2 separate regions of the Astyanax mexicanus genome follow, and region 1 is linked to region 2. The links are chromatin contacts, called in public Hi-C maps. All regions are on one chromosome and are shown on one strand. Each heading gives the region's core, a stretch centred on a gene start, on an enhancer-like site or on the middle of the called end of the contact. The rest is flanking DNA. Distances are from core to core; before and after follow the strand shown. Region 1 holds the start of fjx1 (four-jointed box kinase 1). Region 2 holds the start of ldlrad3 (low density lipoprotein receptor class A domain containing 3).

The links. A called contact is a pair of places that touch in the nucleus more often than the background predicts.
Region 1: a contact with region 2 is called in a Hi-C map of muscle, with 8 times the contacts expected there. The contact joins the promoter of fjx1 here to the promoter of ldlrad3 in region 2. A contact is called at or near these places in 2 of 3 Hi-C or Micro-C datasets (both in muscle).

What each region holds. Positions count from the first base shown.
Region 1 is chr2:59,896,018-59,900,200 of AstMex3_surface, reverse strand. fjx1 (four-jointed box kinase 1) reads left to right here and starts at 2,902. Exons shown (of 1, transcript XM_007228159.4): 1 at 2,902-4,183. The coding sequence starts at 3,223.
Region 2 is chr2:59,672,161-59,676,483 of AstMex3_surface, reverse strand. It overlaps ldlrad3 (low density lipoprotein receptor class A domain containing 3), which reads left to right and starts at 2,088. Exons shown (of 6, transcript XM_022672167.2): 1 at 2,088-2,352. The coding sequence starts at 2,301.

The DNA of each region.
Region 1 (4,183 bases), core at 1,653-4,152, 220 kb before region 2:
AAAAAAGTCATTAGAAATGAAGAAGGGTTTTTTGTTGTGTGAATAATTTTACATTTAAAAGCAAGGAATGTTTTTTTTATTCAGTTAACCTACTTTTCTGTACTGGATTAATTTGACTTGTAAGAATGGATCTCGTTTGACTTTGCATCACAAGGCACTTCATTTTGCTTCTTTGCATAAAGGCCACAGTCATTTGTATTTTCAAAGGGGCTGAGTGTTCGTAGCCGCAGAGCAAATGCAGCTTTACCTGCTGTTTGTCTGTAGGACCTTGTTACGGATGTTTGAAACATAGCATTAAATTTTAAATGACGGGATAAAAAACGCTGTTGTTGTATTGGCACACTCTGTTGCTTCCAGATTTACTAGGATGGCATTTTTACTTCAAAGCACTTTTGATTTCAAATGAGTTTTGGTATCAGACAAAAAAAACCATAGCGTTTAATCTCACTATAACAGCTCAAAGTGATGCTGGATGACTGTCGCGCTTGGGAGCACCTTTTATATGAGAATGGCTTTTATCTTCACTTTATTGCATGCATTTTTAATACTTGTACTGTTGTGTTTTAATGAGGTCAGAACGGGGCTCTGCTGGGAAAGTGACTCAGGTCTGGGTTGGGTTTCTCCATAATGTAAAGTGAGAGTTGTTATGGACTGGCTGTCATGCTGTGTTTTATATGGTAGACCTGGCCAGTTCTTGTTGTAACAGGTCTCAGACTTTGAAACAGAAGAATTAAAGCCACTATGGGTTATTTTGTGTGTCAGTGAAACAGTATATTAACATGCCCAAAAAGGGATGGTTGCTTTGATCTGCTAGTAAGTTGCCCCACCCCCCACTAACCCATAAAACTTATTTTAGGCTTTGTCATTTTTTTGCATCCTTATAATTTTGCAAGTAATAATACATTTAAGGAACTCAACATGTGAAATGTGCATACAGGGTCTCCAGCATAGAATGTGGATGTGATTTACATACCTGTCAAATTTTAGATTAAAAAATAAGGGATATTTTCCTCTGTCCGCTTAAAGTTGTCCCACCAGCCCAACGTAGGTTCAGTATCCCTTACATTTTAAGACAGGTTTACAAAAAAAATCTAAAATAACCACATGTGAACCACTTACACACAATTAGATTATCAGAATCTGAAATGTTGCGGACATTCCTACATATGTCATTCTTTTAATACAGCCAAATTAAAAACACTTTTCCAAATATTTTTTTAAAAGTTAAGATTTCATGTCTTTTTGGCATAAATGCACTCTTTTTATAATATATTTTTTATTTATTTAATGGATTTAAAATTGAACAAAGGGTGCACAAATTCTGCAAACTGAATCTTTTGATCACTCCACCCCTGATCAGTTTAGTTAATTTTTAACATTTCTAGTTCAAGCTGTATTTTCTATTTTATTTTAAAAGGTTTAATCTGTGTGTTTTATTTCAGAGACGAGTATTTTTAAGCAGCTATCAGAAAAATCTCATCACAGTTTACATGATTAGCCTACCGTTCCCTTTCTTTTAGAAAAATCGCTGTATATCCAGATATGTTTAAACATGAGCTGCTCCGACTAGCTGCCTGTGGCTTCCCCACAACTGACCCTCCTTTGCAAGCTGATTGGCTGTTTCTCCTGAAAGGCGGGACTTTCTCCTTGAACCGGCTGCACGATTGGTTAAGAGACACAGAGCAGTCAGCTCCCTGTCTCCTCAATAATATATATTTTTTTATTTTAATATAATACGGGAAATTTACGGGAAAATACTAATACGGGAGGACAGCGGGAAAGAGGAGTAAAATACGGTAGTTTCCCGGCCAAAACGGGAGACTTGACAGGTATGGATTTATCTGTTTTCATGGACAATTTTAGCCAAAAGATGCCAGTCAAGTTCATTATGACCCACTGCGCTGTCAACTGTGGTTGGTGATGAAGAGTGTGGAATAAAGGAATGTTAAATGCCTACACAGAACTACAGAAAATTAATTTCCCATCCATCTGGCACCCAAGATCAGGCCTCCAATAAGTCCAGTTGCTTTGCCTTGAGTACGCTGGTCAATGTTCAGCTTCACACACAAGATAACACCTTGATAACACACCACATACAGGGGTAGGTGTGATATTAAAAAAAAAACAGCACAGTATCTCCAACACATGAGAAATACCTGAATATATTTTAGTTTGTAAATCATATATTACAGTTTTAAAGGGGACCTATTTTGAAAAAATCACTTTTTGCATCCTTTTGTATTTCCATTCGGGTCTGGACTGCCACTATAAACATCCTGGCACCACCCCTCACCTGTAAGCATGTACTAGCTTGTTCATGTTTTGCAGTTTAGCACAAGCCAACACTAACACGTGGTAACTGCTAAGCTTATACATGGTGCATGGCCATCAGCAGCTTGTTTGCATAAAAGTGACAGAGCCCTTAAACGGCCTAATCTGGAAGGGAGGTGGTAAGATCTCTTTATGTGAGAGTGATTTTGTTCATAAAGCTTCATGAGCATGTGTTATATGGCCCAAACATCATAATAACTTGTATAATAAAAAATGTATAATATGTTCCCTTTAAAATAAAAGTTGTGTCTTAGGTTTGAGCTAAAATCTCTGGAAAATAACTCATTTTACTGTTGTGTTAGAATCCACCGCTTTTGTTGCATCGGCTGGTGCCTGTTTGTTTCCCACCTTCATTGAGACAAGTCCCGCCTTATGCTGCGCTGTGATTGGCTAGTAGCTAGTCAGCGTGCGAGACTGGCCAGTCACAGTGAAGAGGGCAGAGCTTTGCGCAGAACGGGTGTGAAAAAAAACAACAATAAAGAAAGAAGTCAGCCAATAGCTTTGGTGGAGGGGGTCACGTGGTGTTTCGCCTTTCTGTGGGAGCGGAGCGGAGCTTGGCTCAAAACTCAGTAGCCAACGGTCGCGGAGAGAAAGAGAGAGGAGGCGAGGTGTGTTCAGTACAGCGGAGAACAGCAGCGCGCTGCGAGCAGGGAGCTGAATTAGAAGCAGTGCAGTGGAAGAAGATAAAGACGGGTCTGCTTTGTTGTGTTTGGCGGTAGCGGCGGAACACACACACTTAGAACAGAGACAGGAGAGGAGAAGTGAGGAGAGAAGTGTGTGACTCTCTTTATTATAAGTGTTCCAGTGGGGTTCCTGTGGGGCTGAGTCTCGCAGCCTCGTGGATGGAGAACACGTAGCTGAAGTCCGGTGTGAAGAGTGTGTGCGGAGCGGATGGATATGAGGGCGGTTTCGGTGAACTCGCTGGCGCTGCTGCTCCTCTGCTCGCTCGCCTGCGTGCTGCACCTGTTTGGCGGCTTGGAGCGGCGCCTGGAGCGGCGGGAGCGGGAGCTCGGCCCGTCCTCCGCCAAAACTTTCCGAGCGCTGCTCGCCGTCCCGGCCGTCGCGCGGTCTAACAACCTCAGCGCGGGAATTACCACCACCACCACCACCACCAATGGGAGCACCGGCGTCCAGCGCGACCCCCTACCCCTGGAGGACGGCGTGTTCTGGAGCCGCAGCCTCGAGGCTCGCCTGCCCGCCGGCTTCAGCGAGGACCGCGCGCGGTTATGGAGCCAGCGCGCGCGCGCCCAGCGCGTGGTCTCCCTCGAGCCGGGTTGCGGCAGGACGTCCAACCAGCTGGCCACGTTCTCGGACGGGAGCAAAGCGTGCGTGCGCTACGGCATCAACGCGGAGCAGGTGCAGGGAGAGACTCTTGCTTATTACCTGGCGAAGCTGCTCGGCATCTCCAACGTGCCCCCGCTCGTGCTCGCGCAGCCCAGCAGCGCGGAGCAGCAGTGGGCGCACGTGAGGCAGCGCGTGGACGGCTTGCAGTGGTCCGGACGGGCCGTGGTGTCCATGACCGAGTGGATCGCCAACTTGAGCGGGGTGGTAACCCCCTCGCCCCTCCGGCCGGACAGCAGCGGCCTGCGCCCTACTATGGACCTGGGCAACCGGACAGAGGCGGAGCTGCTCGAGCTCGTGCAGTGGAGCGACCTGGTCGTGTTCGACTACCTGACTGCCAACTTTGACCGGCTGGTCAGCAACCTGTTTAGCCTGCAGTGGGACTCCCGAGTCATGGAGCGCAACACCAGCAACCTCCTCAAGACGCCCCAGGGCGTCCTGGTATTCATAGACAACGAGGCAGGCCTGGTGCACGGCTACCGCGTGCTGGACATGTGGGAAAGGTACCACA
Region 2 (4,323 bases), core at 839-3,338:
TATTATTAACTCGTGTTTACTGATTCTCCTGCTAGACTGGTGGTGTGCTCAAGCTAGTTTCCACGCTGAGAGAGAGAGGGAGAGACAGAGGCGGAGAGTGAGAGGGAGAGTGAGACGGCCGCATCTGCTCTAAACCTTTCATGGATCACTTAAGTAAACTGAATTGAGTTTCTATATATATATTTTTTTTTGGGTACCCAAATAGTTTTTTTTTTGCATTTTTCCTTCAATTTTTCCTCCCGGAGTACGAATTGTTCAAGGACTGTTTCAATTCCTTTTTTTTTTTGTCTACTTCACAAACATTTAAAGGAACTGTTCTCTGGAAAACAATTATATACTTTTCAAGGTTAAAGAGCTCTTCAATATTGTTCAGTGAATATATTTTTTTTTATTTGGGTTTAATTACATTCATACAAGGTGAATTCAGGGAAGTGTGACAGTGTACATTTTATATAAATATATGTATATATTTTTTTTATTTTTATACACATATTATTTTCATAAGTGTCTCTATATATATATAACATGTAATTGAAATATTTTACTCATTGCTGAGAGAAAGAAACGCTCCAGTCCACTAAACTCTTATTAAGTTGGACACAGGTAGTACACTGCTACCGACCCAAAAATAAATGCCCTTCACTACCAGTTGTATCAGTTTCTTTTGTGGCTCATTTATTTGGCTTGGAACATTTTAAAGTTTGGTTACATTTTCAGCAATTACAAGTTTTCCTTACAATTGTCCATCCTGTAGCTGTTAAGCAGCTTGCCATGCATGCAAATAAAAAAATAAAACCCGATTTATAAGGACAAATATTTCTGTGTAGTGATGAAAAATGATGAACACTTTAAAAAAAAACAAAAAAAAAAACATCTTGAGTCTTTTTTTTTGTTTTTTTTGAGAGCAAAAAGGAGAGAATAGTATTCTGATAAGGCCCCTATAAACAATGTACTGCTCCTCTTAGTTTAGTTTGCATTAAAGCAGTAATCCAACATAACTTAACTAACATAACAAATCAAATGCAGGGAATGTAAAATGTAATGCACAAAAATTGTATTTAACAAAATTCGATTTACCGTATATTACATGTTTATGACATTTAGAGGCGGATTTAAATCTTTGTAAATGTCTCATAATTTTTTTGTTAAATTTAAAATGTCTAGGTGTGGTCTCTTGTATGAATGAATGCCATGTGAGCTGTTTTTTGTGAACAAAAGCTCCTGTCTGACGAGACGGTGTCGCTGCCTGGCCTTAGCGCAGATTGTGGGCGGTCGCGATCCAAGGCAGGTGAGGCCATTAATACTAATTTATGGGTTGACGTAGACACTGTGCTTTTTTTGATCGACTCGTGTTTTGTTAAATACTACTGCAGACAATGGACGTTGAAGAACAGTTTCATGTGCAGCATGCATTTACAACTCAGAGAGACCTATTGTATTTTACAAAGAACGAGAAAAAGTGGATTTCAGCGGAACAACACCTTTAAGACAATTTAACCATTTAAGACTTTTTAAGGAGCTGCAGACACCCTGAATTGTCACGTGGCATTCCTGCAGAAATTATACACTTCTAAATGCACAGGATTAAAAAAAACGTTTTCACACAGTCGTATGTAGCTTCTGATCGAATGCACTGTATATTTGACTGTATACTATCTTCACTGTGGATCTCTCTCTCTCTCTCTCTCTGTCTCTGTGTGCACTGATCAGGCTGTAGTGTATAGATCCTATTCTTATTTTTCCCGGCACTAGACTCCGCCCCTCTCTGTGTGTAAACCTGACACCTACACCAGCTCCTCCAGCCTTTTATTTCTTTTAACACCTGCATTCCGGAAAACTCATCCTCCTGTGCTGGGATTGGCTGGAAATGTCACTTTTTACTTTTTTTCTCCTGGATTGGTTTAGAGGTGTCCCTCTCCTGCTTTACGATTGGCCATCCGGTGTTGAGTCCTTCTACTGATGTGATTGGTCAGTCGTTTTTCTGTATGAGAAGCGATGGGAGTATTTGGCTTTTAAAAGTTCGGGAACTACCAGCCAATCGCGGCGCCGGTGGGCGGGGCGAGGCGGAATGCGGGTGTGGAAAAAACGCCACCCCACACACGGCTGTCCCAGCGGAGGAGCCCAACCTCCCCGCAAGTCCGAAAACTTTGTCCTGCAGGGGGAAGAAAAAAGAGCGGAGCGGGAGCAGAGCGGAGCCGGGGCGATAAGTGGAAATCGAGGAACTATAAAACCGCCCCGGTTGTTGGCCCACAGCGGGGTGAAGCGGAGGGGCAGGCCGAAAAAAAGATACGGCGTGAAGGATGTGGGTCTGGTACCTCCTGCTCGGTTCGGGCACGGGCTCCAGCTCGGTCGGTGAGTCCGCATGCTGGCGCGCGCAGGCTGTGTGCAGCAGCAGTGTTTTGAAGATTTGAAGAGCTTGCGGACTCCGATATAACTTACCTAGCTCTAGTTTAACTCGCGCTAACGTTCATAACTTAACTCAACGTTAACTCACTGATGTAGTTACACTAACTAGATAGATAGGTTGCCTAGGTTACCAAGCTAGCTAGCTAAGTTAACCTAACGTTAGCGCGGACGGTTTTAACAGTAAGTTTGTGGCTGTGGCTAGTCTGGTCACTTTCTGCTGCTTGTCTTGGGCAAGTTGGAGACAATTTAAAGGGCCAGCCTCTCCAAAAAGCTCAAAAAAAGTGTGGGAAGAGTGTGAGAAGTGTGACAGCGGTGTGTGAAGCTGCTGCGTCTGCTGAGTTTTTACGTCTGACGCCGTAACGTTACCCTACACTACAGTGTTTACATTGAGAAAGTGAGCGCAGTGGACTGGACTGGAGTGAGTGTGTGAGAAGGGGGTCAGCTATGGTTGCAGTACAGTGACAAGAGTCAATTAGCTAGCTTATATAGCTAGAGCAGAAGTGAATGTAACTATGTAAGTTAGGTTACATTCATCTATCAAGAACTTTATTTATTATTCAATATAACTCTCACCTCCAGGTATAAAGAGCTTTAATATAGGTTTAATATATTCTGACTTAATGCTGCCAACATGAGCTTAAAGTTCCTAATAGTAAGTTACATCCAACTATCAGGAGCTTTAATGACCTAAGCTGCAAACCTGATACATCTAGCTGTTAGGAGTTTAAGTTCAAAATAACCTGATTTTAAGCTGCCTACAGGTTTTTAAAAAGTGTTTTAGATTCTATGTTTTTTTTCTTACATTCAGCTGTCAGGAGTTTGAGTTTAATGCACTCTGACTTTAATCACAAGCTTAAAGCTCCTGATAGTAAGTTACATCTTATGTCCAACTACCAGGATCTTAAATTGACTTAAGCCACTAACCTGGTTTTAAATGGTGTTTCAGAATGTACTTCGCATCTTCAGATTGAAAATTGAAAGCTTCCAGCAGGAGCTCATAACAGTATCCAGCTATCAGGAGTTTGGGTTCACTATAACCTGACATTTTAAGCTTCCAACAGGTTCTTGAGATGTGTTTTAGAATCTACATTGCATCTTACATTCAGCTATCAGGAGCTTAGGGTTAATATAACCTGACTTTTTAAGCTGCCAAAAGGGTTTTTAAATGGTGTTTAAAGGGCTTCCACTCACCTACACTCCTCCCCTGTGCGTGCTGCCTTGTTTCTGTAGTCCAGGACTTTTCTCTGGTTGAGCTGCACTGATTGAGCAACAGATGGCTGCGTCCCGCCAGGTAGTGATAAGCCTCGTCCCACATGTTTTTCAAGGCCTGTGTAGTAAAATAAGTTGCTTTATACAGGAGCTGCAAACATCCAAAAGGCTTTTATATCAGAGCTTTAATTCATCACTGTCAGTCTGTTGCTGATAGTGCAGGTTTGATTCAGTACTCCACATTCCTGCATTCTGCATGCATCCATACTCTTGTTGAGTAAACACAGACAGTTTTTTTTTATTTCTATGTACACTTTATGCTGATTCATCAATGCTTCTTCATTGTATCCACTAAAATTAAGGGCATAGAAAAACAGTTATTGTCTCTTATGTCCAGCAAAAACTTTCTGCTACATTTTGGTGCATTACTGTCAAGATCTACTGTCAAGATTATGATTTTGGATGACCCCCCAACTCACTTCATTCAACTCCGATCTCTGAAGTATTGGATAGAGCTCCATCAATCCAAAGAACATGGTTGCTGCTTGAGTGATGTACCTCTTTATCCCATGCCCTGTGTTCAACATGCTCCTGAGAGTTTTATTCTATTGGCAGTACTTCTTTACAGTCTGTATGCATTTGCCCACCTGTCTCAGCAATGGGTGCACTGGTCTCAACACATCCATTAGAATAAGTGTCCATGCACAT